Linked DNA regions of Mus musculus: all the other regions are linked to region 2. Evidence: chromatin contacts called from public HiCAR-type, HiChIP or PLAC-seq and promoter capture Hi-C data. All regions are on one chromosome and are shown on one strand. Each heading gives the region's core, a stretch centred on a gene start, on an enhancer-like site or on the middle of the called end of the contact. The rest is flanking DNA. Distances are from core to core; before and after follow the strand shown.

What was found. Promoter capture Hi-C pulls out the DNA fragments that hold promoters and counts their contacts. HiCAR-type assays count read pairs that join an accessible place to other places. HiChIP or PLAC-seq counts read pairs in DNA pulled down with a chosen protein or histone mark.
Region 1: a HiCAR-type map of astrocytes shows a contact between it and region 2, with 4 times the contacts expected there. The contact joins the promoter of Slc35a1 here to the promoter of Rngtt in region 2. A contact is called at or near these places in 15 of 39 promoter capture datasets (the 3T3-L1 cell line, 3T3-L1-derived adipocytes, the C10 cell line and 10 more), 1 of 484 Hi-C or Micro-C datasets (pre-B cells), 2 of 115 datasets of contacts at active chromatin or transcription factors (astrocytes and fibro-adipogenic progenitors) and 1 of 9 other capture datasets (adipose tissue).
Region 3: an H3K27ac HiChIP or PLAC-seq map of large pre-B cells shows a contact between it and region 2, with 9 times the contacts expected there. The contact joins the enhancer-like site here to the promoter of Rngtt in region 2. A contact is called at or near these places in 7 of 39 promoter capture datasets (the C10 cell line, the HPC-7 cell line, cranial neural crest and 3 more), 4 of 115 datasets of contacts at active chromatin or transcription factors (bone marrow-derived dendritic cells, large pre-B cells, memory CD8 T cells and 1 more) and 1 of 9 other capture datasets (liver).
Region 4: a promoter capture Hi-C map of liver shows a contact between it and region 2, with 3 times the contacts expected there. The contact joins the enhancer-like site here to the promoter of Rngtt in region 2. A contact is called at or near these places in 6 of 39 promoter capture datasets (the 3T3-L1 cell line, the C10 cell line, hippocampal neurons and 2 more) and 1 of 484 Hi-C or Micro-C datasets (regulatory T cells).
Region 5: a contact with region 2 is called in a promoter capture Hi-C map of pre-B cells. The contact joins the promoter of Zfp292 here to the promoter of Rngtt in region 2. A contact is called at or near these places in 10 of 39 promoter capture datasets (the 3T3-L1 cell line, 3T3-L1-derived adipocytes, the C10 cell line and 6 more), 1 of 115 datasets of contacts at active chromatin or transcription factors (pancreatic cancer cells) and 1 of 9 other capture datasets (pancreatic islet).
Region 6: a promoter capture Hi-C map of liver shows a contact between it and region 2, with 7 times the contacts expected there. The contact joins the promoter of Orc3 here to the promoter of Rngtt in region 2. A contact is called at or near these places in 13 of 39 promoter capture datasets (the 3T3-L1 cell line, 3T3-L1-derived adipocytes, the C10 cell line and 9 more), 3 of 115 datasets of contacts at active chromatin or transcription factors (embryonic forebrain, embryonic limb bud and stem cell-derived neural progenitor cells) and 2 of 9 other capture datasets (adipose tissue and liver).
Region 7: a promoter capture Hi-C map of pre-B cells shows a contact between it and region 2, with 3 times the contacts expected there. The contact joins the promoter of Smim8 here to the promoter of Rngtt in region 2. A contact is called at or near these places in 15 of 39 promoter capture datasets (the 3T3-L1 cell line, 3T3-L1-derived adipocytes, the C10 cell line and 10 more), 1 of 115 datasets of contacts at active chromatin or transcription factors (large pre-B cells) and 1 of 9 other capture datasets (liver).

Annotation. Positions count from the first base shown.
Region 1 is chr4:34,685,179-34,688,823 of GRCm38.p6, reverse strand. It overlaps Slc35a1 (solute carrier family 35 (CMP-sialic acid transporter), member 1), which reads left to right and starts at 1,386. Exons shown (of 8, transcript NM_011895.3): 1 at 1,386-1,580. The coding sequence starts at 1,565. Cfap206 (cilia and flagella associated protein 206) reads left to right here. Exons shown (of 13, transcript NM_001347062.1): 13 at 1-250. The coding sequence ends at 40.
Region 2 is chr4:33,308,895-33,312,509 of GRCm38.p6, reverse strand. Rngtt (RNA guanylyltransferase and 5'-phosphatase) reads right to left here and starts at 2,199. Exons shown (of 16, transcript NM_011884.3): 1 at 1,986-2,199. The coding sequence starts at 2,049.
Region 3 is chr4:32,009,396-32,012,740 of GRCm38.p6, reverse strand. It overlaps Map3k7 (mitogen-activated protein kinase kinase kinase 7), which reads right to left. Exons shown (of 16, transcript NM_172688.3): 13 at 2,320-2,425. Among named protein-coding and RNA genes, the nearest start is that of Map3k7, 47 kb to the right of the region's middle. Within about 2 kb of position 1,725, at least 41 of the 459 cell types and tissues checked have an H3K27ac peak or open chromatin away from gene starts, as enhancers often do. A contact at or near this core is called in bone marrow-derived dendritic cells, where this site is marked.
Region 4 is chr4:32,053,160-32,056,816 of GRCm38.p6, reverse strand. No RefSeq gene overlaps it. Among named protein-coding and RNA genes, the nearest start is that of Map3k7, 91 kb to the right of the region's middle. Within about 2 kb of position 1,501, at least 122 of the 459 cell types and tissues checked have an H3K27ac peak or open chromatin away from gene starts, as enhancers often do. A contact at or near this core is called in liver and regulatory T cells, where this site is marked.
Region 5 is chr4:34,880,653-34,884,276 of GRCm38.p6, reverse strand. Zfp292 (zinc finger protein 292) reads left to right here and starts at 1,329. Exons shown (of 8, transcript NM_013889.2): 1 at 1,329-1,519. The coding sequence starts at 1,358.
Region 6 is chr4:34,612,483-34,616,294 of GRCm38.p6, reverse strand. Orc3 (origin recognition complex, subunit 3) reads left to right here and starts at 1,353. Exons shown (of 20, transcript NM_015824.4): 1 at 1,353-1,430. The coding sequence starts at 1,386. It overlaps Rars2 (arginyl-tRNA synthetase 2, mitochondrial), which reads right to left and starts at 1,338. Exons shown (of 20, transcript NM_181406.4): 1 at 1,269-1,338. The coding sequence starts at 1,304.
Region 7 is chr4:34,776,803-34,780,282 of GRCm38.p6, reverse strand. It overlaps Smim8 (small integral membrane protein 8), which reads left to right and starts at 1,917. Exons shown (of 3, transcript NM_001330757.1): 1 at 1,917-2,004.

The DNA.
Region 1 (3,645 bases), core at 137-2,636, 1.4 Mb before region 2:
GGTGAAGGTGAACTTAACCAGAGCGGTGGACGAAACCTAGAGATGGACGTTTACAGGAAGCTGCTCCTTAGTGGCACGGATGGAGGGTTTAAAGTGCTGTGCGTGTATAAAGCTCATTTGCGGGGCTGGCACAGTCACTGGTTGTGTGACTGTGCACTAGGGCACCGTATCCTGCCTGACTGTTATGCAAATCTAAAAGCAGTTTCTGTAGTACATTTTTCGTTTTATTAAAATTGACAAGTAAAACTCTGTCCGCGTATTTGTTTTATATTTTAGACAAAGTTTACAGCATTAAGATTGACATTGCAATGCCAGCTAGATAGTAGTATGCTTATCACTGGAATAGAGGCTGCTTCTAAAACCCTACAAAATGTTAAGCCCTGACACTCTGAAACACAACGCTCTGCTTCATTGCTATTTAGTGATAACAGATTTCTATATCATGAGCCTTGCTATCTGGAACAAGTGAAGCCTACATTCATATGCTGCCTTTTAAAAGCCAGAGAATTGATATTTATATTTGAATTTTGGGCTCATTGAAAAAAATCAGAATGTCTGATAAGACTGGCTGGCATTCCAGCTTGATCCTTTTATGCTCTGTTGTCTGCCTCAGAGCCCGCTGTGGCTTAAGCGCTTCCCACTTCCCACTCTGCGGCCTTATTTGGCTCATAAGCAGTTGGGTTTTCAGGTCCTGAGAATTCCAACTTTTTAGAGGTATAGTTTTTTTTTTTTCCTTTTCCATTTTTTATTAGGTATTTAGCTCATTTACATTTCCAATGCTATACCAAAAGTCCCCCATACCCACCCACCCCCACTCCCCTACCCACCCACTCCCCCTTTTTGGCCCTGGCGTTCCCCTGTACTGGGGCATATAAAGTTTACGTGTCCAATGGGCCTCTCTTTCCAGTGATGGCCGATTAGGCCATCTTTTGATACATATGCAGCTAGAGTCAAGAGCTCCGGGGTACTGGTTAGTTCATAATGTTGTTCCACCCGGGGTTATTTTCTAATAACATCCTCTAGTCACAGTAACCATTAGAGCGGTTGAAGTGCCTGTTAATACAATCTAATTTTTCTGAGGTCTTTTTGCTGCCTGAAGTTACCAAGTTAAGCTAGACAGTGACAGTAAGGATGATGAAGACAGACACAGTACTTCCGAGCAGTATGTAATATATACTAAATTTATCCAAGAGGTAACCATGGAAGGCCGTGATGGAGTTGAAAGTTATAAAAGTCCGAGTTCTCGGAGCCTCTCTAACGGTCTTCACACAAAGGAATAATCGAGAGCATTTCAGAATCCTTCTTGCGGGGCCCATCCTCTCGGAGGGGCTGGTCTCTAGAAGGAAACGCTCGGCCACCTTGACTCCGCCCCCCCTCGGTCGACCGGAAGCTGCGGTTTTCCGAGCCCCCGCAGGACCGAGTCTCCCAGACTTGTCGCTCCGCACGCCGCGCGGCTTCCGCCGTAGCCCCCGCTTCCTCCTCGCGCGTGTGGTGCGGCGGGCTCTCTAGGCCGGTGCGTCTCTATGGCCGCAGGGGCGTCAGTTCCGCAGACTCTCTCGGCACCATGGCTCCGGCGAGAGGTGAGGCCGGGCTGCGGGCGGTCGCTAGGGAACGGCGGCCCGGGGTGTGCTGGCCGGGCCGGCTCTGGGGGCCGAGCCCTCCCTGCAGGGAGCGGCAGCGGGCTGCACCCGCACACCGGTGCAGTGAGCCGCCCGGGCGCCGGCCAGGTCCCTGCCTGGAGCGAGGCTGTGGTTCGGAGCCCTGGGCTTGAGGGCGCGCGCTGCTCCTCCCGATGGCGAGCCGTCTGGCCAGGGCTGTGGTGGCTGTCCTTTCAGGTTTTACGTAAGCTGGCCCCAAGGCTGAGGTTTTATTCTATAGCACTGTGGCTAGGACAGGCCAAAAGGCGGTGACGATTTTGTATTTATTTATTTTTAAAGCAGGAACCAACACTACATGGTCTCATTCTATAGCCCACGTTGGCTTCAAACTCGGGGAGATTTTCCTGCCTCAGTTTTACAAGCGCTGGGATTAGTGGTCTGTGCCCTCATGCCTGGCGACAACGTCGCTTTTTTTTTTTTTTTTAATTTTGTTTGTTTGTTTTTGTTTTTTCACCATTTCCCCAATGAGCACTGGCTTTAAGTCTAAATAAATGTTGGACAAGCATTTAAAGAATATCCTTTTGCGTGGATGTGAAATTATTTATCTTTGGGGGAGGGGATTTGACATTTAACATCAGGCGCCATGTAAGTTTTCTGTGGTGGTGGATTGTCCCATATCAGATAAGTCCTGTAGCATCCGGGAAGAGGGTAATAGGAAAAGTAGGGCGATTGACAAATGAACACTTAAAAGATGCAGCAGGCAGATCGGTACCCGCAAGGGTTGTTTACAGATTTAGACTTCTTGCCAGCACATACGTTGTTACATTTGGGTGTGTTGCACTTTTTTATCCTAATGAAATACAGTTTCTATACCTCCTTACATAGAGTCATCTTAACGATTACTCACCTGCTACTTCCTGCTATGTCCAAGCTTTCAGGTATGACAGTAATAGTCCCCCTAAAATGTAACTGGAAAACAAAAGGATAACTCCAGACTGACTCTTCTGGGGGATATTCTCCACCCAGAAACAAATGCCGTGGAAGGTAACAGATTCTCCACAAAGGGGGTGCTGGATGATCAGTGGGCCAGGTTTCTAGTTAATGGCGTGATATGATTTGAATTCTTAGGATAGTTTAAAGTAGCTGCGTACCATGAATATTTATATTACCTGGGAACGTTGACATTCCTAATCAATGAAGTTTCATCCTGGAAAATGAAGAATTGTAGAAGAAATGTTTTGATCTTATGGTAAACTGAAATGTAAGTGGAAATCATGGTTACAAGGATTGGTTTTAAAAGTTGAAATGTGCTTCTAAAGTGGTATTACAGACCAAAGTCATCTATGTTTTATAGTATCCAAACTTAGACTTTTCTACTTTGATTAGTAATTATTTTCAAGAATTACATTTGCAGACCTTTTCATTATGGGTGTCTTAAACAAAACAAAACAAAACACCATGATATGGCTTATGCCTATTAATCCCAGCACTTAGGAGGCAGAGGCATGCAGAACTGTATCAAGGTCAGCTTGCTCTACATAGCAAGTACCAGGCCAGCCAGAGCTACATAGAGAGACCCTGTCTCAAGGAAAGGAAAAAAAAAAAAGTATGTTTTCTGGAGTTAAACATCTTTAGTATTTAAATTATCTTGCTTTTTTTGAACCAGGGACCTTTAACACAGCCCCCCCCCCCAAAAAAAAAGTGATTTGAGTTTTCACTTCTTAGTTATGAGAATATTGATAATTTCAGGTCATGGATGGCAGGCAGTCTTTCTGTAGAGAGCTGTTAGTCTCCGCCATAGCTGCTGAACCCTACAACTATAGGCAAGATAATTAAGGCAGATGAGCATAGCTGTCTCCTAATTACACTTTATGGACGCCAAAATTTTAACTTACTATTATTTCCATGTGTCTTGAGATAGGACTTACACATTTTTCCATTATTCTGAACCATCATATAAAACTATGGATGGTGTAGTTCTTGTACTGACGGATTAAATGTTACTGCTCCATATTTCTGGAGTCATAAACTCTTTCATAAGAAAGTT
Region 2 (3,615 bases), core at 950-3,449:
AAAGCAGATCAACAGGACTACAGAAGTTTCATACAACAATGTATAGAAAGACTACTATGTGGAAGCTGTCATAATATTTTCCCTATGTCCATATGCTCAAACAGTCTCTAGGCAGCCACACAGTGGGTTACATAAGAAAAAAAATTGTATATTAAGGTGAAGTGTTTTAGGTAAACTGAATGGAACACATACCAAGAGCATGAGATTTAAACGTGTATGGGTTTTATGTTTAAACTCCCCTTTTTGAAGGTTTATGTATGTGTGTGCATGTGATAATTATGAGTATAATCCACATGTATGCAGGTACTAGAAGAAGCCAGAAGAGGCAATCAGATGTCCTGGAAGTGGAGCTGCAGGTGGTTGTGCGCCACTCTTCATGTTCTCTGGAACAGCAGCACTGAGACAACTCCCACGCTCCTAAAACTCATGTTTAAAGCAAGTTACTTGGCCATGACTTGGTGTCAGCATGGCCAGGTCTAGAGACGAACTGTAGCAGCAGAGCCCGTGGGTCCTTGTTAGTCTTAGAATGCCACCACTCCCATTTATCTGTCACCACATAATTGGTGCTTACTGGAATCTCCTGCCATGGGTACAAGTGTTCATACAAGTGTTACATCCACATAATGTAAAGCAACATAAATAAGAGAGGGGGGAGCAAGAAATTTTGAAGGTGGCAAAAATTCTGAGACTCCCTAAATTTAATTCCAAATGACGCCAGAAAAGATACCCAGTTAACCACCACATCCTGACCCACGCATAACACAACTGTTTCTTCCTATATGTGCTGAAATCTTCACATAAGCTCCATCCTAAAACTTCCTGCTTTGTGTTACCCAGCACAGCTTTAAAACAAAAAGTTACAGTTTTAATATACAGGTTTTAGCTCAAGAGTTAAGAAAAAGCCGGGCGTGGTACACGCCTTTAATCCCAGCACTCGGTAGGCAGAGGCAGGCGGATTTCTGAGTTCGAGGCCAGCCTGGTCTACAAAGTGAGCTCCAGGACAGCCAGGGCTATACAGAGAAACCCTGTGTCGAAAAAATACAAAACAAAACAAAAAAAAAAAAAAGAAAAAAGAAAGAAAGAAAAGAAAAAGAGAGTCACTCAGAATAAAGACAACCAGAAAGCAAGGGTGTGGGCTTCTAAGAGAGTGTGGGTACCAGCTAGCTCCTCAATAGGGAGCCACAGCTCACTGTATTTTGCCTGGTGTTCAGATAGCTAAAAAGAGAGAAAGGAAACGCTTATGTCTCATAACTCCGATAAGGAGACTTAGCAGATCTTTGCAAACACCTGCCCGATAATTACTCTATAGCTGAGTAAATCCTGTGAAAACAGAACTTGTATTCCTTCCTCAATTTTAATCACAAAAATGTTTTTGGCTTCTAGGTCCAGCAGACAAAGTTCCTAATTGCTATCTAACCCGGTTGCTGGTAACTGTGGAGCCTGGTCCTTTAAAGTTACCATGTGCGATGTCTCCACGGATTCAGAGAACTGTGCCTCCGTTATTTCATGTGTATTCCCTGGAATACATGTGTGTGGTCCAAAACTATCAAACTGTACACTTTGAAGTCACTGTTCTTTTAGCCAAGCAGTGACCCGAGCCTATAATCCCAGCTCGCAAGTTCGGGGATGAGTCCACTATACGTCAAACTCAAGATGGCAACATTCCGCAAAAAGTCAATTTTTAATAACAAAACCAAAAGTCCCCCGCTATCCAGCCTCGCGTCTCTTTAAGCTTTCCTTCAATTTCCAGGCTCACACCCAGCTACTCTCTTTCCGAAAACAAGTCTCGCCAAGACAGCGAGACCCAGTCTCCAAAATATCACAAAGAGGTTCACAAACTTTAAGCTCTAGAAGCGTCTGGTCCACCTCCGGTCCTCACTCCTCCGCCTTGCGGGAGTCCCGACTGGCGACCACCAAGCGCGCGGTCCCCCAGGCCCGGCCGGCGCAGTGAGATTCGAACCCTCCCGCAGCCCCCTCCCGGGTACCTGCCACCGGCTGACCGCGCCGCGGACAGTTCAGCCACCGCGGCGGGATCTTGTTGTAAGCCATGTCTGTGCCGCCTCGCCGATAGCTCCACAGCAAACCAGCCCGGACCCCAACGGCAGCAGCTCTACCCGGGTCCTCAGCGGCGCGCCACTTTCATTCAGGTTCGACTCCGCGGCTCCCGGCGAACCCACAATGCACTGCGACTTCCGCCCCAAAGGGCCCGCCCCCTTTCTTCCGAGGTCAGGCGAAATGGAAGCCCCGCCCAAGTGAGGGAGGGGAAGCTGCTGAGAACTAGATAGGCGGTTCCACCTGGCCCGCCCCCTTCAGCCCCGCCCCTGTATCTCAGGGCGCCGGCCTCTGCCACGCCCCGCCCCTGTTTTGCCTTTGTGAGTACTCTAATGACTGGTGTCTCTTTTTTTCCATCTAAACCGGAGAAACCCCCAAAGTAGAAGGAATCCAAGCTTCTTTCCACCTGTGGACTGACCTGCTACATTCAGAAGGGTATTTCACAGGTGAAAAAGTGCTTTTCCGTTAATCATAGCTCAAATTTGATGTCTCTGCTGGATCTGGGTCATTTGAGAATCCTCCCTTTACCTGCATCAAAAAGTCCGGAAAACCAGAGTCTAGGTTATTATAAATGAGTTTTCTTTTTTTGGCGAAGTGTAGGGGACGTGCTTCCGACGACCCATAAAACATCAAAAATTAGTTCCAGAAGCCTTAAGACTATCATTTCTGGAGCAGATGGTTTTGATGTGGTGTTTGTTTGTTTTGTTTATTGCTGGTTTTCACCTTTTTTTTTTTTTTTTTTTTTTTTTTTTTTTTGGTTTTTCGAGACAAGGTTTCTCTGTATAGTCCTGGCTGTCCTGGAACTCACTTTGTAGACCAGGCTGGCCTCGAACTCAGAAATCCACCTGCCTCTGCCTCCCGAGTGCTGGGATCAAAGGCTTGCGCCACCACACCCGGCTTCGCCCATTCTTGAGATTTAAAACACCATATGAAAAGCTGTAGCTATAAGCTTGGTTGTGGGCCACTAGGAGCAAGCTGGTTCTTCCTTATAATCCCTTCAGTCATCAACTTGACATGCCTGAGAAGAGGAAACCTCGATTGAGGACCTAATTGACCTGTGGCCCTGTCTATTGGGCATTTTCTTGATTGCTAATTGTGGTGGTTTGACTGTGCTTTGCCCATGGGAAGGGGCACTGTTAAGTATGGCCTTATTGGAGGAGGTGTAGCCTTGTTAGAGGAAGTGTGTCACTGTGGGGTGGGCTTTGAGGTCTCTGTGTGTGTGCGTGCGTGTGTGTGTGTGTGTGTGTGTGTGTGCACGCGTGCGCGCACGCACGCACGCTCGCACATGATCAAGTCTGGCAGAGACAGTCTCCTCCTAGCCGCAGTTGGATCAAGACATAGAACTCTCAGCTTTCTCCAGCACCATGTTTGCCTGGATACTGCCATGTTTCATGCCTTTATGATAATGGACTGAACATCTGAACCTGTAAGTCAGCTACAATTAAATGTTGTCCTGGTCATGGTGTGACTTCACAGCAATGGAACCCCAAACTATGACACTAATCAATGGCAGAGAGCCAAGCCATTCCTGATCCGATGGGTTAGTGGTTCTCAACCTTCCTA
Region 3 (3,345 bases), core at 476-2,975, 1.3 Mb after region 2:
CCAGAGGCTGACACTCAGGAAATAACTCTAACAGCTGACAAAAGGGATCTCATCAACTTCCAAAGCTTCTTCACAGCAAAAGAACAGCTAAGCTGGGCGTGCTGGCCTTTATCCCAGCACGTGTGAGCAGAGACAGGCGATTAGCTGTGACTTTGAAGCCCACAGGGTCTACCATAGTAAGTTTTGAGGCCAGAAGTAATATACACACTGTGAGATCCTGCTCCTCCTACAAACCAACCAACCAACCAACCAACCAACCAACCAACCAACCAACCAACCACTAACAAGTTAAATACAGTCTATAGAGTGGGGGGAAAAGTCTTTCATGGCTGTGTATGTATATTTATAATAAAAATAAAAGAACAAAAATAAAACCCTGAAGAAAGCAAGCAGCCAATCAAATCAGTACGCAGACTAATGATTAGACAGTTCTCAAAAGATGTAATACAAGTGGCTAATAAACACAAGAGAAATGGCCTGGTCAAAACCAGCCCTGATTAGGTCCTAGGTCCTAGAGAGGAGTCTAATGTTATCTTGCTATATTAACATGTTATCAACCTGCTTCTAAATAGTGATATTTATTCCTATGGATTAGAGTGGCTTTCAACCCTGGCTAGAGAAGATTCTTTTTGAAGTTGTAGTATTTAACTCAGGGAGGGAGGGAGGGAGGGAGAGAGAGGTTAAAGTGTTAAGGATCAGTAACTGTGAGTGCTCAGTCCTAAGTGGGACAGCTGTATCAACAACCTAAGAAGGCTCAGGGAATATCACAGAAGAGGAGAAAAGAATCCAAGAACCAGAGGATCTCAGGAGGCGGTGAAATGCTGGCTGATGGACAGGGTCTAGGTATTCCACTCATCAATCCATTGCAGCTGTGGCTACCCACACAAGATCAGCCAATCAATAAACCAGCATAGAAGGCGAAGAGGCTCATGAGGCCCCACCCTTAGCTGAGCAAGTGATAGCTGCTGGAGGAAGGGGAGTTACAAGCATTTTCCTTGGAGGGGTGTGGCTGCTGCTAGGTTGCCCAAGCGTGGTGGCTGATCCAAACCCTAGGGTTTTGGGGAACAGTAACTGGATTCAGTGGGTCACAAAAAGAAGACAAAGGAGGAAGGGGCATTGGGGAATGGATCCAAAAGGAGTAGGATAATCATGTTGGGGATGTTCAAGATATATTGTATACATGCATGAAACTGTGGAAGAATAAAAGATACTCTTATGAGGAAAACATGGAAATTGCTCAACCTCACTAGCCACTGGGGAAAAATGCAAATTGGAACTTTGCTGTAATCTCACTTCAGCTGCCAGAAGAGTACCCTTATGTACACTGCTGGCAGAAATGTAAACTTGTCAGCCATTGTGAAATCACTACAGAAGATCCTCAAAACATTAAAAACACTAAAATAGGCCCCTGGATGTTTACCCAAAGGACTTCTGTTCGACAAGCGCATCACAGCAGTACTTCCACATCCATGTTTACTGCAGCGCTATACATAACAGCTGAGCTACAGAACTCACTGGGATGGCCAACAACAGAGGATAAAGAACATGCCACAGGTATACACAATAGAGTTTCCAGTGTGTCCTTTGTAGGAAAATGGATGCAACTGGAAACAAGTTAAACTGGTCTTAGAAAAGTATTTGTTTTCACTCCTTTGTGGTTCTTTAACTTTACAGATACATAGAATCACGTTTGTGTAAGACATCAAAGTAGAAGTGAAACTGTCTAAGAGGAACAATGAGGACTAAAGGAAGGAGGGTGGGTGAAAAGAGTGGTACGGGGTATGTTCATTATGCATGAGATACTTTTGTGAAAATGTCCTTTCACGACACAGTCATGTATCAGGAATACACACAATGGAGACTAAACGCAGATCTGAGACATATTTGGGAGGAGTTGGAGTAGGGTTCGAGATGGTCTAAATATACTGTATTCACGTATAAAACATTATTAATAAAAAGTAGAAAGTCAAGTAAAGATGCTGGTGGTCATTGTTAGCGATATGGGAATTGTAGTTACTGAAAAGGTCCAACAGGAACAATCATGATACAAAAATCACAGAGTGAAGTACAAGAACACATGCTTCCAACTGGAAAAATCTGACTATTTTTAATATACGTGTTTAGTATGTGGGAGGGAAAAACACACACAGGGTAAAGCACTTAGTCTCTGCCATAACACTCCAAGGGCATTTCGAAAGCTACTGCCAAGTGGTTGATTTTATAAACATGAAGATCTAAATAATGACATCATGCTTGTCTTTGTAAAGATTAATGCCTCAAGTCAATCCATTTTGTATTACAAGGAACTAGACTGGTCACCTGTGGAATCATCAGGGGTCCACGGGTGACTGCGAGCTGGCTTCTCTGAGGTTGGTCCTGAGGTAGTGATCATTCTGACACTAGGGCTGGATGACCGGCTGCTCACCTGTGAAGAAACGGTAGGAGGAAAAGCTGTCACTTTTTTCTTTTTTTAAAAAAGAATTACAAGACACATCTTCACATCCAATAAGAGGCAAACATTTTCAATTTTTACTAGTAGATGCCTAAGACTCTTGAAAGCAGCATTCTAAGTATATAGTCAGTGTATATCAAATTCACTATGCATTCATACATAGCATCTCTTCAAAACTTACAGAGAAATAAAGCCCACAAAACAAAAGCGGACGGGTAGCCCTTAAGCTGCCAATGCTAAGACTTTACAACCCTGGATCGTCTGTTATGTTGAGGAACTAGTAACAGAGCCACCAATTCTCTGTAGGATGAGAAGGCCTGCTTAATCCCCGCTCAAAGCCAAGGCTCGGGAATGCTTTGTTCTGTGGGAAAGAGAAAACTAGCAAAAAATGAAAAACCTTCCAATAAAAGCAGTTGGCAAGCCCAGCATGGTGGCAGACAGCTGTGATCAGCACTTGGAGGCAGAAGCAGGAGGAACATGAAAGTCCCTTGTACAGGGACACGAAATGAAGGAAGACAGAACTGAGCGACAGTATGAGAAATGAGACAGACGCATGTCCCATGTTTCACATGGTCAGATATGGTCAAATTCCAGAAAACAGACAAGCAAAAAATAGAAGTGGCCTCCCGAGGGAAATGGCAGCTACAGGTGAAGTGTCCCTAAGTCAACAGATCTGAAATTAGAAATGCTTTGAAACCTGAAACTTCCAGTGCTCACAAGATGCCACAAGTAGAAACTGTGTACCTAACAAACACCTCATGTGACTGAAGCCATCATTTAAGTGACCTGCAGGCGATGCATATTGTACAGAGAAAACAAATGCATGGCAAGTTCAGGCCTGGGCCTTATGAGCCAGGTGTCCCATCACATACATGTGTATATTTCAAAATCTG
Region 4 (3,657 bases), core at 252-2,751, 1.3 Mb after region 2:
CAGGAAAGACGGACTCTCAAAGGGAAGGGTTTCCTCTAACCCCTACCCACAGTGCTCTCATCTTGTTCTGACACAGACTGGTAGAAGCAAGTCATGAGCACGCACGTGGGTACCGAACCCAGATGAAGATGTGCAGTTCTGGGCTACATTTCCACGAGTGGGACTAACGTCAGCAGGCTTATGCTATCTGAGCTTCCAAAGGATTCTAGGATCTAAGCAAGCAGGGCTCAACCCAGAGGCACTGAGGAGGAGGGCCACTCCCCTGATGAGAACCAGAGTTGTCAGAACTGAGTGCAGAGATCAGATTTTCCCAGCCCTTTCTCTTTATCTGGAGCACAGTACCCCGTCCACCCCCACCCCAACCCCACCCTGAGCACACACACACCTTCACTTGGGATCAGAGCCCAACCATTACTGAATTCCTTGGTCTTCAGGCTGGCCCCATCTGACCCAGTGTCCCCTGGACTGGAACTTATAGAAGACTCCTGTTTGGTGGACGTGGCTAGGCATACCTGCATTTGGACTTCATCAAAGCATTCTGAACTAGAACTTAGGATCGGTAGGCACAAGGGACAGGATTCTGTCACAGGGTCCTGTGTTTTATATATGTATGCATTGAGACAACAACAGTTTTCACTCAGGCAGACTCGGTTTAAAATTCAAGTGCTTGGAACAAGCGCTAGTTGTTATTGAGTGAATGAGGTAATCTTCATAGAGAGTTCGGCACAGCACTTACTGTTTATGTAGTACGTACTAATACTTATAATACTAATAATTATAACTCTGCTTGGGGCATACGTTCCCAGAGTAGCTTGCTCAATTACCCTCAGAGATGTTCTCCTCTGGAACAAGGTTCTTAGGATCCAGTTGGGGGAAATTTTTGCTCCTAGAGAGAGAGAGAAATGGCTCATTGCTGAAGAATGCTTGCTATTCTTCCGGGGAATCCCATTTTTCCGAGAGATTCTAATTTAGTTCCCAGCACTCGTGCCTTGCTGCTCAAAACCTCCTGTATCTTCAGTTCCAGAAACGCTAGCAACCTCTTTTGCTATCCATGGTCACGCACACACATGTGATGTACATACACACAAAAACATACATTTTAAAAATCGCTTCTAGGAAATTCCCTACTTCTGAATCGGGATTTTCCTTTGAACATCTGGTCCCGACAGGGAAGTGATTTGGATGCTGGTGACCTGGATGGAGCTCGTAGAATGAACCCACTGATCCAGGGTGCCGGAAGTCAAGCTTTTTTCTCAAATCCCTATAGTCAATTTCCCAGAAGGCTCCACGGTGTTATCTCCCCAGCAAAACGATGAAGCCTCTGGAAGGGGCTGGAAGTGCAGTGGAAAGTCCAAGTGGCCCAAAACATCGAATCAGACACCAGAAACCCGAAGTTATGGAAGACAAAAAAGAAACAAAAACAAAGCCAGCCTCATTAGTAGCGCTGGCTGTCGCTACCCTGTCAATAAAGGGCCTTTGAAAGTCTGTGCTTGTACTGCCATCTAGTGGCTAGAGAAGGCATGGCTGGAGCCGGTAAGGTCCCGGGCCGTGCTATGTGAAGGTGGTTCATCTTCCTCTTGAAGAATTTATGGATAGGCATATTGTCGGAAGCTTTTAATGATTATTCTCTAATTTTGCTTCATAGTGTCTGCAAATCACTGACAAATTTGTATGAGAATCATAGAACAGGGGCAGTTTACGCATCCGGCGGTCCAGTTGGGGTCTAGTTGGCAGAGTGTCTTTGGGGAAGGGAAAAAGCCCCGTTTCTCTTGGAGCACGGGAATCCGCAGAAGCAACGGCGTTGCCTCAGTAGCTCCGTGCTGGCCTAGCGTGAAGGAGGCCACTCACTATCTCCAGGTAACATCTTTGTGTCCTCAGCCCTCTGGTCTCTGACTTACTTGTAAATGCATGTCCCTTGCTTCCCTTTTAACTCCTGCTATCACGTTTAAAAATCCCTCATTTGAGTCCTGAGGGCTAGCAGAAAGAATGGAAACAGGCAACCTCAGGAAATAGGAGGTTAGGGGGACCCCCCAGAATATACCAGAGACCTGGGAAGTGAGAGACTCCCAGCACTCAAAGGGAGGGACCTTAGATGAAATGCCTGACAGTAGGGAGAGGAAACTTATAGAGCCCCCCCTCCAGCAGGAAGACAGGACATCAAGTGAAAGATGGGGTTGCCATTCCACAGTCACATCTCTGACCCATAATTGTTCCTGTCTGAAAGAATTACAGGGATGGAAATGGAGAGGAGCCTGAGGAAAAGAAGGTCCAGTGACAGGCCCAAAGTGGGATCCAGCTCAAGGGGAGATCCCAAGGCCTGACACTATTACTGAGGCTGTGGAGCGCTCATAAAAAGGGACCTATCATGACTGCCCTCTGAAAGACCCAGCAAGCAGCTGAAAGAGTCAGATGCAGATATTTGCACCCAACCAATGGGTTGCTGCTGACCCCTGTTGTTGAATTAGGGAAGGCTGAAAGAAGCGTAGGAGAATGGTGATCCTGTAAGAAGACTAGCAGTCTCAATTAATCTGGACCCCTGAGATCTCTCAGATACTGAACCACCAGCCAGGCAGCATACACCTACTAATATGAGGCCCTCAACACACATACAGCAGAGGACTTCCGGGTCTGTGTTCATTCAGAGATGATGCACCTAACCATCAAGAGACTGTAGTTTAGACGTCAGGTGGGGTGGGGGATGGGGACATTCATGTGGAGACATGGGAGTGGGGAGGAGGTGTGGGATATGAAACAGTCGGAGGGGGGATGAAGGGTGAATAAAACATGGACTGTAAAAAAAATGAATTAAAGAAAAAAATCCTTCACTTGATTTCAGGGAAATATTCCTTATCTGCGGAGGCTCTCTGGATTTTAGATGCGGGCTCGTTCTCTTGAATCACTGGCCCTAAGACTATCAAATAGCGCTTTCCATGGGCAGCCTTCTCCTCAGTGGTCACACTCACAATGAGAGTTAGGCTCCAGTGTCACAGAATCTGGGCCCTGTACCAAAGTGATAGGTTCAAAAATCTCCCCCATGTGTTAAATTGCCTTTTAGGGCAATTTAAAACTTTCTTATATTTACTGACTTAAAAAAAAGAAGAAGAAAATTCAAGCCTGAGACAGCTGAATGGCTCACTGGGTAAGCCTGACACCTGAGCTTGATCCCTGGAGGGAGAGAACAAACTCATAAAGTTGTCCTCTGACATGGTCTCTCTCTCTCTCTCTCCCTCTCTCTCACACACACACACACACACACACGCACACACACACACGCACGCACGCACGCACGCGCACATGAGCACAACTGTTAGATTATTTTTACAGAGTCAAATGTAGCACTATCTCATTGTCGTCACGGCGCTACGGAGGCCGAGCTGTGAGGATCCTTAAGGCTTGCTGGCTGGGAGCCGGAGCTGCTGAGTTCCAGGTCTCATTGAGAGACCACCAAGTCTCAAAATGCAAGGTGGAGCTGGGGAGATGGCTCAGTGGATAGAGTTTGTTGCAAAAACATGAAGACCTGCCTGAGCTCAGATCCTCAAAATCTACATAAAAGCTAGACTTCAGAGCTGCCTGGCCTGTCTAGCTGAAATGACAAGGTCCAAGTTCATTTGCGACTTTATCTCTAAATAAATAAATAAATAAATAAATAAATAAAGT
Region 5 (3,624 bases), core at 80-2,579, 1.6 Mb before region 2:
ATGTAGCCCGGGCGGACTGGACCGGGAGACCCTCAGCTCCAGCTTCCTTCGTGCTGCAGTTCTGCTAGAGCCAACCTCCAGGCTGGTTGTTCATTTTAGATAACTATCCTTAGAAAAATACAGTGCAGTCAGAACACAACAGTAAAATGACCAGGTGTGTCAACGCTGTTGTTTGTTTTAAAAGGATTCAGTTGTAAGGCAGACATCTTGCCTCTTAAATAAACAGTAGGTTGTGGGGTGTTTTGTTTTGTTTGTCTATTTGTTCTTGCTGACCTGAAACTGGCAAAATAGTGTAGTCTCTGAACTTCTGATACTCTGGCGTTCACCAGGGAAGGTTGAGATTAAACAGGCAGTTGCGTGCCTTTTGCCTGGTTTATGCAGTGAACGGAGCTAGGCAAGCACTCTGTCAACTGAGTCACACCCCTAGCCCTCAAACACTGGGTTTGTTATTAGTTTGATTATGAAATTTATGGTTAAGCACATTGATTTTCCGACTACCTCTTATTCTACCCCCTACTCCTTTAAATTTGTAAGAACTCATCTGGCATAGGCTGGAGGAGGAAATATTATGTAGCCAGGGATGAACTTTTGAACCTCTCGTCTCCGAGTGCTGAGATTACAACCGTGCACACAACACTCAGCTCTCTTCTCCAATTCTAATGCCAAATACTGTTTTCGTCTTGCAAATAAAATACGGCTTAGAAGGCCACCTGTTTTGCAGCACCAAGAGGAGGGTTGCTACTGGCATTTATTTGACATCCGTGTTCCTTTTTTTACTTTAGCATCCTTAATTGTGTTCTTTCCTTCGACCTACTTTCCCAAACTAAGATTCGGTGTGGATTCTTGTAACGCGTAACGGTAACCAGATTTTAGAAAAGCTTTTGTGCCTTAAAAACCACCGGGTTACAACATTAATCATTTCGGTCTGTTTGAATTCTCTCCACACTATTCTTTTCTTGTGTTCGCTGCTTGATTTCCCAGAATGAGAATTGAACCTCTCATTTTGTTCTGACCCAATTGTTGTGTGTGTGTGCCCTCCAACACCTAGAGCGCTTGTTTCCAGGAGGCGTTCTCGGGTTGGCCCAGAACCAGGGCAATCACCAGCTCTCCACCCTGCCCTGGCCTCCGGCTGTTCCGCAGACCTTGCCCTCGCCCTGGCCCTGGCCCTAGCCGCCGCCGCAGCAGCAGAGGCCTCAGCTTCAGCTCGCTGCAGCACTGCCCCGGCGGTCGCCAGCCCCACACCCGGCCTTTGTACGTGCGCCCAGGCGTGCCAGCGCACCGGGCACGTGACCCCGCCGAACGTGGCATTGTGTTATCACGTGACCCAGGTGCGTACGCGACGGAGCGGGCTGCGAAGATGGCGGACGATGAGGCCGAGCAGGAGCGCCTGAGCGGTGGCGGCTGCGCGGCGGAGCTGCGGCGCCTGGGCGAGCGGCTGCAAGAGCTGGAGCGGCGGCTATGCGAGAGCCGGGAGCCCGCGGTGGAGGCCGCCGCCGCCTACTGCCGCCAGCTGTGCCAGGTGAGCCCCTCCCCCTCCGCGGGCCTCGGCGGCCGGAGCGCGGGCGGTCCGCGTCTTTGTGTTCCGCGGCCAGGCTGGGCCGGACGGCCTCGGGGCTCCGTGCACGCTCCCGGGCTGCGCCGCGGGCGCCGGGCTGCCCGCCGCGCGCCAGTCCCCCTGTCGCCGCCGGCCGTCGCGCGCAGTCGCTCGGCCTTTGTTGTTGGGTTAGGCTGCGACCGGAGGGTCTTTGTTGATGTTCTCGAGCCAATCCCGCCGGACCTGCAAGCTGGGAGTGGCGGCGGCGTCTGCGCTGCGGCCGTTCCTGCTGGCTGCTCTCCGCGGTGCATAGGAGCTGTCACCGTTCCATAGTCAGTCGTCCCTTGGGGGCGGCTTTACCAGTGCCTGTTTCGCCTTTACGTTCCGGAAGAGTACGATTTCCGGCCCCCCCCCCGTGCACCCCCACCCCCACATTTCTTGGGTTCTTTCCTGTTAAGTGTCTTTGGTTGACAAGGGATTTGTGCTTGGGTCAGTTTCAGATCTTCCCATTCTTTTCTTGCCCAAGGACATTGCTTTTCAGCAACGTTTTCTAACTAGGATTTAGAATGTTAGTAACATTCTAAATGTTATCTTATGACAGATATCAGAGTTTGGATCTCCATCTGGTCTTAAGACTCCCCAGTTAACGTGTGCTGACTATGGAGGGAGGGAGAACATTGATTAAACTGCCTAGTTGAGGCCGTTTTTTACATAAAGCATGAAACCTAATGGATGTGTCATGCTTAAGATTTTGTTTTGGAAACACTGAGATTTGAACAATGGTGGAGCATTTTAGGATTTCACAGGGATACTTTCACTTGCCAGCCTCCAGGTGCTGAAATCTATCTTTCTAGGGTATCTGATCACATACAGAAGCAGCCCCATTGCCGTATGCATTTTATGCTCATGCATTGATGGTTCGTTATTTAAAAAAAAAAAATAGGACCAAGGATGACTTGTCTGCAAATATATGCAGTCAGAAAGTTCGTCAGATCTGGAGGCCACATTACAGAGTCATTGTTTTAAACCTTAGTATTAAAGAAACTTTGAAATTTGCTATTTTCTATGCCCTGAAATTGCCCACCATCGTAAGCCTGAGAAATTATTTTAGTAGAATTTACAAATAAGGCTTTCATTTGTTTGTTTGTTGGTTTTTTTTTTTTTTTCCCCTGAAACAGGGTTTCTCAGTGTAGCCTTGGCTGTCCTGGAGCTCACCTTGTAGACTAGGCTGGCCTCGAACTCAGAAATCCCCCTGCCTCTGCCTCCCGGAGTGCTGGGATTAAAGGCCTGCGCCACCACGCCCCCACCACGCCCGGCCAAGATTTCATTTGTAAATGGAGTCCACTTCTGGAGGAGGTGTTTTGAGACAGTCTTTCCATGCTCTCCTTGCTGGCATTAATTTTGGGTAGTCGTCTTACTTCACCATCCCAAATGCTAGGATTACAGATCTGTGCCACCATGAGCAGTTGGGAGCAGACTAAAGTCTACTTTAGTTCGGGATATTAATTCCTTAGTAGAATCCACTGATGATTTAAGGATTGATAATACTGTTAAAATGAAGGCTCATGCGATAAAGAGTATAAGTATAGCTTTCTCTTTCGTTTTTGAGATTGATGCACAAGTATCACTGTGTGTGTGGTTGTGGTTAAGATGGTACTAGGTACAGCATGCTAGGTACATCACCAGGTTTTAAATTCTTCTTGTTTATTGTTTTGTCTTTTTTAAGACAGGAATTGTCTGTGTGTGTGTTGGGGGGGGGGGAAGGGTGGCCCTGGCTGTTCTGTAGACCAGGCTGGACTTGAACTCAGAGATTTACCTGTTCCCCTCTCACCCTCTGCCCCACCATGTGCTGGAATTATAGTCAGGTGCCACTGCCTGGCATTTTAAAGTTACTTCTAATGAATAAAACAGTTAAAAAAAATAACTCGATATTGGTTTTATTAAGTGATAAATCTTAAGGTATATAAATCATTTTTTATTACCTTGCTGATAAAAATCAAATAGTAATGAAGTAATCATTGGTGGTTTTCAAAAATTAGAAATAGTAATTCATACTGAGGGTGTATTGGCTGAGGGGCAAACCCAGTGTC
Region 6 (3,812 bases), core at 104-2,603, 1.3 Mb before region 2:
GCTAGAAAGGACGAGTAAAGATAGAGAAGGGTCTTTAAAGCATGGCCGCTTCCTTAATTGAGCAAGCTGTGCATAAAAGCCTGCGATCATCTCTTTGGTGAGCCAATGGGGCGTGCACAGCCAATGGAGAAAACCTGAGACACCGGCACCCTTCCCCACCCTCATCCAGCCACAGGCTCCCCAACTCTGGATTTCCCGTCCCTCATTCCGGAGGATAGGCCTGCCTTAATAAAAACAGTTTCACTCTGCCTCTGTCTTCTTTCTCTCTTGCATTTTGTCTTTCCCAGACAGTCAGTTGTTTTTTGCTTGTACCATGCAATGAACTCAGCTAACAGCAGAATTGCCATTACACCTGCAGCTCCCTGGCTAACCAACCTAGCTAAACGGGTAAACTCCAGGTTCGGGGAGAAAATCTGCCTTAGGGGAGAGGGGGGAAAGGTGGACAGTGACTGGAGGAAACACAGGCAACCTGTGGCCTGTCCTCATGAAGGAACATACAAACACAGACACACAGATAACACATTAAAGTCATCTCTGTAGGCTGGAGCTTAATTCCCACAGAACTACCTAAGAAGTATATGCACCATCTTTCAGAATTGTCTAAAACAACCCAGCCACAGCGGGCCTAAGTCTGTGCTAGCACTAGCAAACTCCAGGCAGGATAGGCTGCGCTAAACACGCGAGGAGTACAGGTCAAGTGTCTTTCTCCACCTTATTTGAGGCAGACTCTCACCGAACCAGAGGCTGGAGCCACCGGTTTCTGTTTCCACCTCTCAGAAGTGTGGTTTCAGACTTCCTTAGCTATGCAGGTTTTTCAACCTAGGTTCTGGAAATTCAAACGCAGGCACAGATGCTTGTATAGCAGGCACTTCACCCGCGGAGCCATCTCCGCAGCCCTTAGCATGCCTTTTAAATCATCTATTTTATCCAATGGTCTCCAAGTCCGGATTTAGAGCTTTTCCTCGGGAGAGCATCGCCTACAGGTTTAGTAAGCTACAAAATTTCTTATTCGAGATATATCCTACCAGGTTATTCATGAGAGCAAATAAAGGGCATAAACGAAGGAGGAACATTAATTTCTACAGGGTCTAATCATGGCCTCTGGACAGTCCGCCCAGGTTAAAGCATTAAGAACGGGAAATGAGAAGACAGTGAGCACTCAGGGCTCTCGAGGATCTTCCCACTCCGCAGCGCAAGGAGGAGGCAGGGTCGGCCTAGGCTGCACCCTCCGGCCCTGGCTCCCGCTGGCTCGCCGCTCTGGACTGTACCTGACAGGCGATCGACCTACGAAAGCCACACGCCATGCCTCCCTTTCCCGCACGCCCCGCCTCCGCGCCGGAAGTCGCCTCTGCTTCCGCCAGGGCGCGCGGAAGTGTGGAGTGCGCATGCACACGGGGCCGCGGACTATGGCCACCTCCTCCGTGTCTAAGGTACGTGGGGGTGGCGCTCGCCTCAGATTCGCGGTGCCTGTTTGGCAAGTCCGACGAGGTTTGATGGGCATCAGCTCTGGCTCCGCGGAGAACAGGACTCGGGCGGCTTTGCCCAGGTCCGGGTTCGAGGCAAGCTTTGCTCTGGGCAACTAGGCCATGGCGCCAAGGCTAGGAGAGCGGCTGCCCCCAGAATGTGCTGCGTCCTGCCGCTTCCCCCACTCTTCCCCCTCCATAAATTCACACTGTGCTTTAAGTTACCGAGATGCAGATGGAGGCAAAAATAGATTTCTGTTCCCAGAAATACTCATAAGCAGCTGATCTTGAATTGGCTCATTAGCAAGGAGAAAAGTTCTAAGAGAGGAGGGACGAACCAAGGTTTCTGGGAGACCGAGGAAATTCTTGGAGAAAGTGACAGTTTGGCTAAGGTCTGAAAAATAAGAATCTTGGCAAAATATAAAGCATTAGTTTGGGAGAGCAGAATAAGATGGTCTTTGCCTTAGAATGTAGAAATAAAAGAGCGTATTAAGTAAAAAGAGCAGTTTAACCCGTGAGTGGAGAGAGGAGCATTAGGAAAAACCAGAATAAAAATGTAATTCAGATGAGTGTTTTGAGGGGTTGTGGACTACTCGATGGCAAAGGAGTGCTAGTCAAATTGTAGTTTGTAAGAGGAGAAATCCTAGGCTTGTATTGCCCCCTAGGAGCCTGTGGCTACATCTGGAATTAAGATAACTTAAAATTAAGTTTACCATTAGCAACCATATTTCAAGAATATCAAACAGGGCAGCAGATGGAAAAGAAAGGTCTATTGGTCTGTGCTGCTATGCCTTGTAAAGTAAGACTTGACTCCTGTTCTAAGAACAGAAGGACACTCCTGAAGGAAGCTGAAATAACAGACTTCTGAAAGGTTTCGTAATTGGGGCTACAGGGGAACACTGAAGTGGGCTGTCTTCTTTTATAACAGGTCTGTTAGGGGTGATGTTAACATCAGAATCAGGCAGGCAGGCAAGCAGGCAGGCAGGCAGCAACACAGCAGAGCCAGTGAAGGGAACTCTGGCCCACGGGGCAGAGTGAGACCCCTTCAGTGTTTTTACGGGGTGAACCCGCTGGAGGACATTGAAATGCTCTCTGGTTTTGGCGCACAGCCCACTAGGTTGTTGCTGGAGGTAAGCAGCGAATGACTCCTCAGTTTGTGAAGTTTAGGTGATAGATATACACTTTTTCTAACTGGGCATTCCTGAGGGGAGATGGAGCAGGGAAGACAAGGATATAAAGGCAAGTCATTTTAGTCCAAGAAACGCAACTGCCGCTTAAAGAAATTGTCACAGTTCAACAGAAATGGAGACACTTTACACATGGTACGGTTCTGGCTGAGGGTTAAGACATTTGAGAAGTGTGTTAGTGATGAAAGGTAACGGTGCACCAGACATTTAATTTTGATTAAAATGGTCAATGACAAGCAGTACCCCCAAAGACTACATTTCAAAGAGAACAAACACTGTGGTTTAATTAATTTTTTGGAGGCATGTTCTCTCGATGTGCCTTTATCGGTTTGCAACTCTATATGTAGATCAGGCTGAACTTGAACTCTCCTGCCTTCCTGAGCCTGCCAAGTGCTAGGATTAAGGGTGTGCACCACCATACCCAGTTCCTAGTTAAAGACTTTTGTGGTTTTTTTAGCTTTATTCCTATTTTTATTTTTCCTTGGCTACAAAGTTCCAGATGTTTTGAGTGCCCTAACTCCTAATCCTGTTTGTTGCTTAAGACTTCATTGCGTTCTCTTTTCTGGTGGTGAATGTAACAATGTGGACTTTGTGCACACTACACAAAAGCTTTACCACAGCTGCTTCTCCAGCCCTTCCAGAGAAGGAGAATTTTTTTTTTTTTTCAAAAAGCCATCATTTCTATAAAACTTGGAGATGATAGTTTTTTCAGAAAAGCACTTTTCTTTTTGCCCTAATAGAAATATCTGTGTTGATAATCATGAAAGAAATATTATATAAATAAGAACCTTTAAGGACAATTTCCAGAATTCATGGAACTGCCAACGTTTTAATTTATTTTCCTCCTTAAACATATCAAGTATTGTTGGGGGTTTTTTTTGTCATATTTTTTGGCTGATGGTTAAGGTGGTTAGCCACATTACTGTTCATTAATGTTTGTTGCTTATATTCATATCCTTGTGCTAATATTTGTTATACTACTATCCATTCTATAACTGGCTGTAACGTGTATATGGAAAGAATGCAGTAATAAGCTTGTCATGCTACCATGCACTTGTTAGAAATACGTACAAGTAATTCATAGACCTTTACTAGTTGCAAATGTAAGACCATGAGGTACAGCTTAATTTGGAACATGTAACCCACGTGGCTACTTTATATT
Region 7 (3,480 bases), core at 668-3,167, 1.5 Mb before region 2:
CCTGTTTCCCCCTTTTTCTCAGAAAGCTTTCATCGGAAACTTTTTACAACTTAGAAATAAATGCTCAAATCACTTTCCAAAGTGTCCCTTTTTTCTTCCTGTGACTTCAACTAGCAGGATGAAAGTTAAAGCTGTGCAGTTCCTGCTGGAGATAGAACAAAGGCCACTTTACTTAATCTCCTCCTGTTTTAGGATGAGGTGCAAAACAGTTGCTCACCTCAGAAGATCTCAGAAGGCAGGTTAGCTACTGAAGCACAGTGACTTATAATTGAGATAGGAAAACGTATTATTATTATATAGTAACCCTAAGTGCCTTCTAAGACCAAATCTTATCACTGCTAATGCTCAAGGAGAGCCAGAACATGAAAGAAGATCTTCCAGGGCTGGCCCTGGGCAGGTTCACAATTGTCTTTAACTCTAGTTCAGGAATTCCATGCCCTCTTCTGCCTCCAAAGGCATCAGATAGAAAACTCACGCATAGACATATATAAACAACATATATATATATATATATATGATACTACCCGAAATAAATCACAAGGACTGTTAATCCCACAAGGCAAGAATAAGACTACTATCACAATTTTTGAGCTAAGCAGGCTTTATTAAATACTGGCCAGGACAAGGGACACTGCCCAAGGCCATATCCAGGAATCCCAGAGTAACAAATTACATTAGTCAGAAGCGTATACAATCAAAACTGACAAGGCTATATACATCCCACTTTTATGTAATCAGGGGCAAGTATACATCCTGACATATTTCCTGCCTACACCTCCCACCTATGTGTGCACATCCTGTGCAGCTGAGACAACCAGCCTTGTTTACAGAAGTGAAAACAAGTGGCTTGTTGTCTTACAGGAGCAACAGCTCCCAGCATTCCAAGAAGCTATCTGTTCTTGCCAAGAGGGGCTTACAGTTTAGAGACATTTCTGTTTTATGCCTAAAGCACACAATAATTTAAACTTAAAATATACCTTTAGCCTTCACAGGACAACTCAGGAGTCAGGATGGGAGGCCATAGAAAAGAGAGAGTAGGATTGGTTTTGAAAATTACCACAAACAATGTTCACATTTGTCAACTGATAATCCATTAATTATATCATATACTTTGGCTTGATGTCCTCGTAAAATAAGGCTAGGACTTATATTACTTAAAAAAAAAAAACCCGTGTTTGAGAAAATACTGATAATGTATGATTTTTGAAATTAAATATAAGCGAACTATTAATATCTATGTGAAAAACAAAATCGTCAGTGCTATCAGAGATCCCGTGAGAAGTCTCTTTAACCCCTGGAGATCTAATTTGGGAAACTCTGATTAGTAATCTCTGATCAATTTGAATGTGTTTTTTTTTTTTTTTTTTTACACAAGTGATGGTAGATGATCCCTGTCTCAGAACGGCTAGACTGACCACAGTCCCGGTTCTAAAGACTCGAACCCTTCACCACCACATGTAAAACTTCTAATTCCAGTCCCTTTTCTCTTAAAGCTCTTCTGCCACACCACTGCTCAACTAAAAGCACCCTATAAAGCCCCAGACTCCTTTTTGGCGATACTGCACTTCCTTCTCTTGGAGGCAGCTGGATTCTAGCCTGAATCTTTCCATTTCCATTAAGTGCCATTAGGTCCCATTTCCAATTCTGGATATCTCTTTATATAAATATACATGAAACCCACGAAACGAAAGCTTATTTGAATGTGAGAGGCTGAAAGTCAAAGGCCCCAAGAAATCAAACCAGACTGCTCATCTGGGTTCCAAAGCCAAGGGCTCCTGCAGTTCCAATGCCAGGGCTCGGCCCGGACCCCTGCTCTACGGCCTCCGGAGCATAGATGGCGCTGTGGTGCGGCTCTTAGAGCCCCGGCGGGAACGCGCACTGGTTGGGCGCGCACCGGGCGAACCGGAAGGAAAGTCCAGCAGCGGGCGTTCGCACGGGACGCCGGAAGTCTCTGAGCCTGGCGGCGTCCGAGCTGAAGCTTCCCCGGCTTCCCAATTGCCCAAGGTCAGGCTCCGCCAGCCCTCGAAGGGGAGGGTTGTGGTTTGCAGAAGATGCTAGGGTAGGTTGCCGGGAAGCCTGCCCGCCGACCACACAAGTTTTCACACTTGTTTATGAAGATTTATACTGAGCTCCGTAGGAGCCTGGGTATCTGACCGCGGTCTGAAAAGCTTTACAGCCTTCAGGTCCTTGCCACAGTGACACTCTTTCCCCAATCCATGAGTGGGGTAAATTACGAGGTGGAAAGTGGGTTTTGTGTGTGGTGTTTTTCTTTTTTCACTTTAAAGTTATATTTTACAGTAAAAACGATAGAGTTTATTTTTTAAAATCTAAGCGATCTCATTTCCCCACTGTGAGACAGGGGGCTGGCTGTCTTGGAACTCGTTCTGTAGACAAAGCTGGCCTGGAGCTCAGAGAGATCCGCCTGCCTCTGCCTCTCTAGTGCTGGGCTTATCTTAGGGTCCTGCGTCTGGTAGTACTTTATAAATGCAAAACACTTTCCTCAAAAATCAGTTTTGGAAAAAGATGCTGATGGAATAGGAGTCCACTACAATGGGAAGAATTGGATTATCCTACCCTAGTAGTGAAAAGGCATCGAAGGTAGGAAGGTTGCACACTATCTGTAGGATGACCGCTATTTTGTTAACATCTTTCCTTTTAAGAATGTTAACAATGTTAAATACACATCTGTAATATTGCAGTGTATAATATCATTCCTTTTATTAAGGTGGAATCAGAGTTGTCACTTACTCAAAAAAAAAAAAAAAAATTCCTTTAGAAGCACCAGAGTTGAGATTAAGCTTACTTAGTTCCCTCAAGCTATAAAGCCCTGATTCTTTCTCAAAGTTTCTCATATTAATCTAAACTATTGAAGGTGTCCTACTCCGGACTTTTACTTTCTTAAGCACTAAAAGAGTATAGTATGTGAAACATAATAACAAGAGTATCTATACTATCGTTGAATGTTTGGTCCATTTGAGGCAGTTCTCTATATATTTGAAAATAGAGTGCTTTTCCTAAACCAGTTCTCATTGTTTATATCTTCATACTTCCCCATACAATATAATATAGGTAGCTATGCCAATCTTGTTCTAGTGAATTTGGTGTGTACAGACACGGATAGTTCATTCGTTCACATGCACACATGTGCAGTATGTGTGTAGAAGCCAGAGGTCAGCCTGATGATGTTCCTCAAGGGCCACGTACCTTGTTTTCTGAGACAGAGTTTCTCACTGGGACCTGGGACTTACTGATCCCAAAGGGCTGACTGGTCAGAGAGCCCCAGAGATGAGCCTGCCTCCCCCACCCCAGCACTGGGAGTTTTATGGACATACCACAGCCTGGGTTTTATATGATGCTGGGGATTGATGCAGGCCCTCAGCACTGCTAATTAGTAACAATATATCGTCTGACAGTTATCAAGTGTTTATATAATGAGCTTCAGTGTTTTCTCCCTCATTGCCCACGAGTCCACCAGTCCAA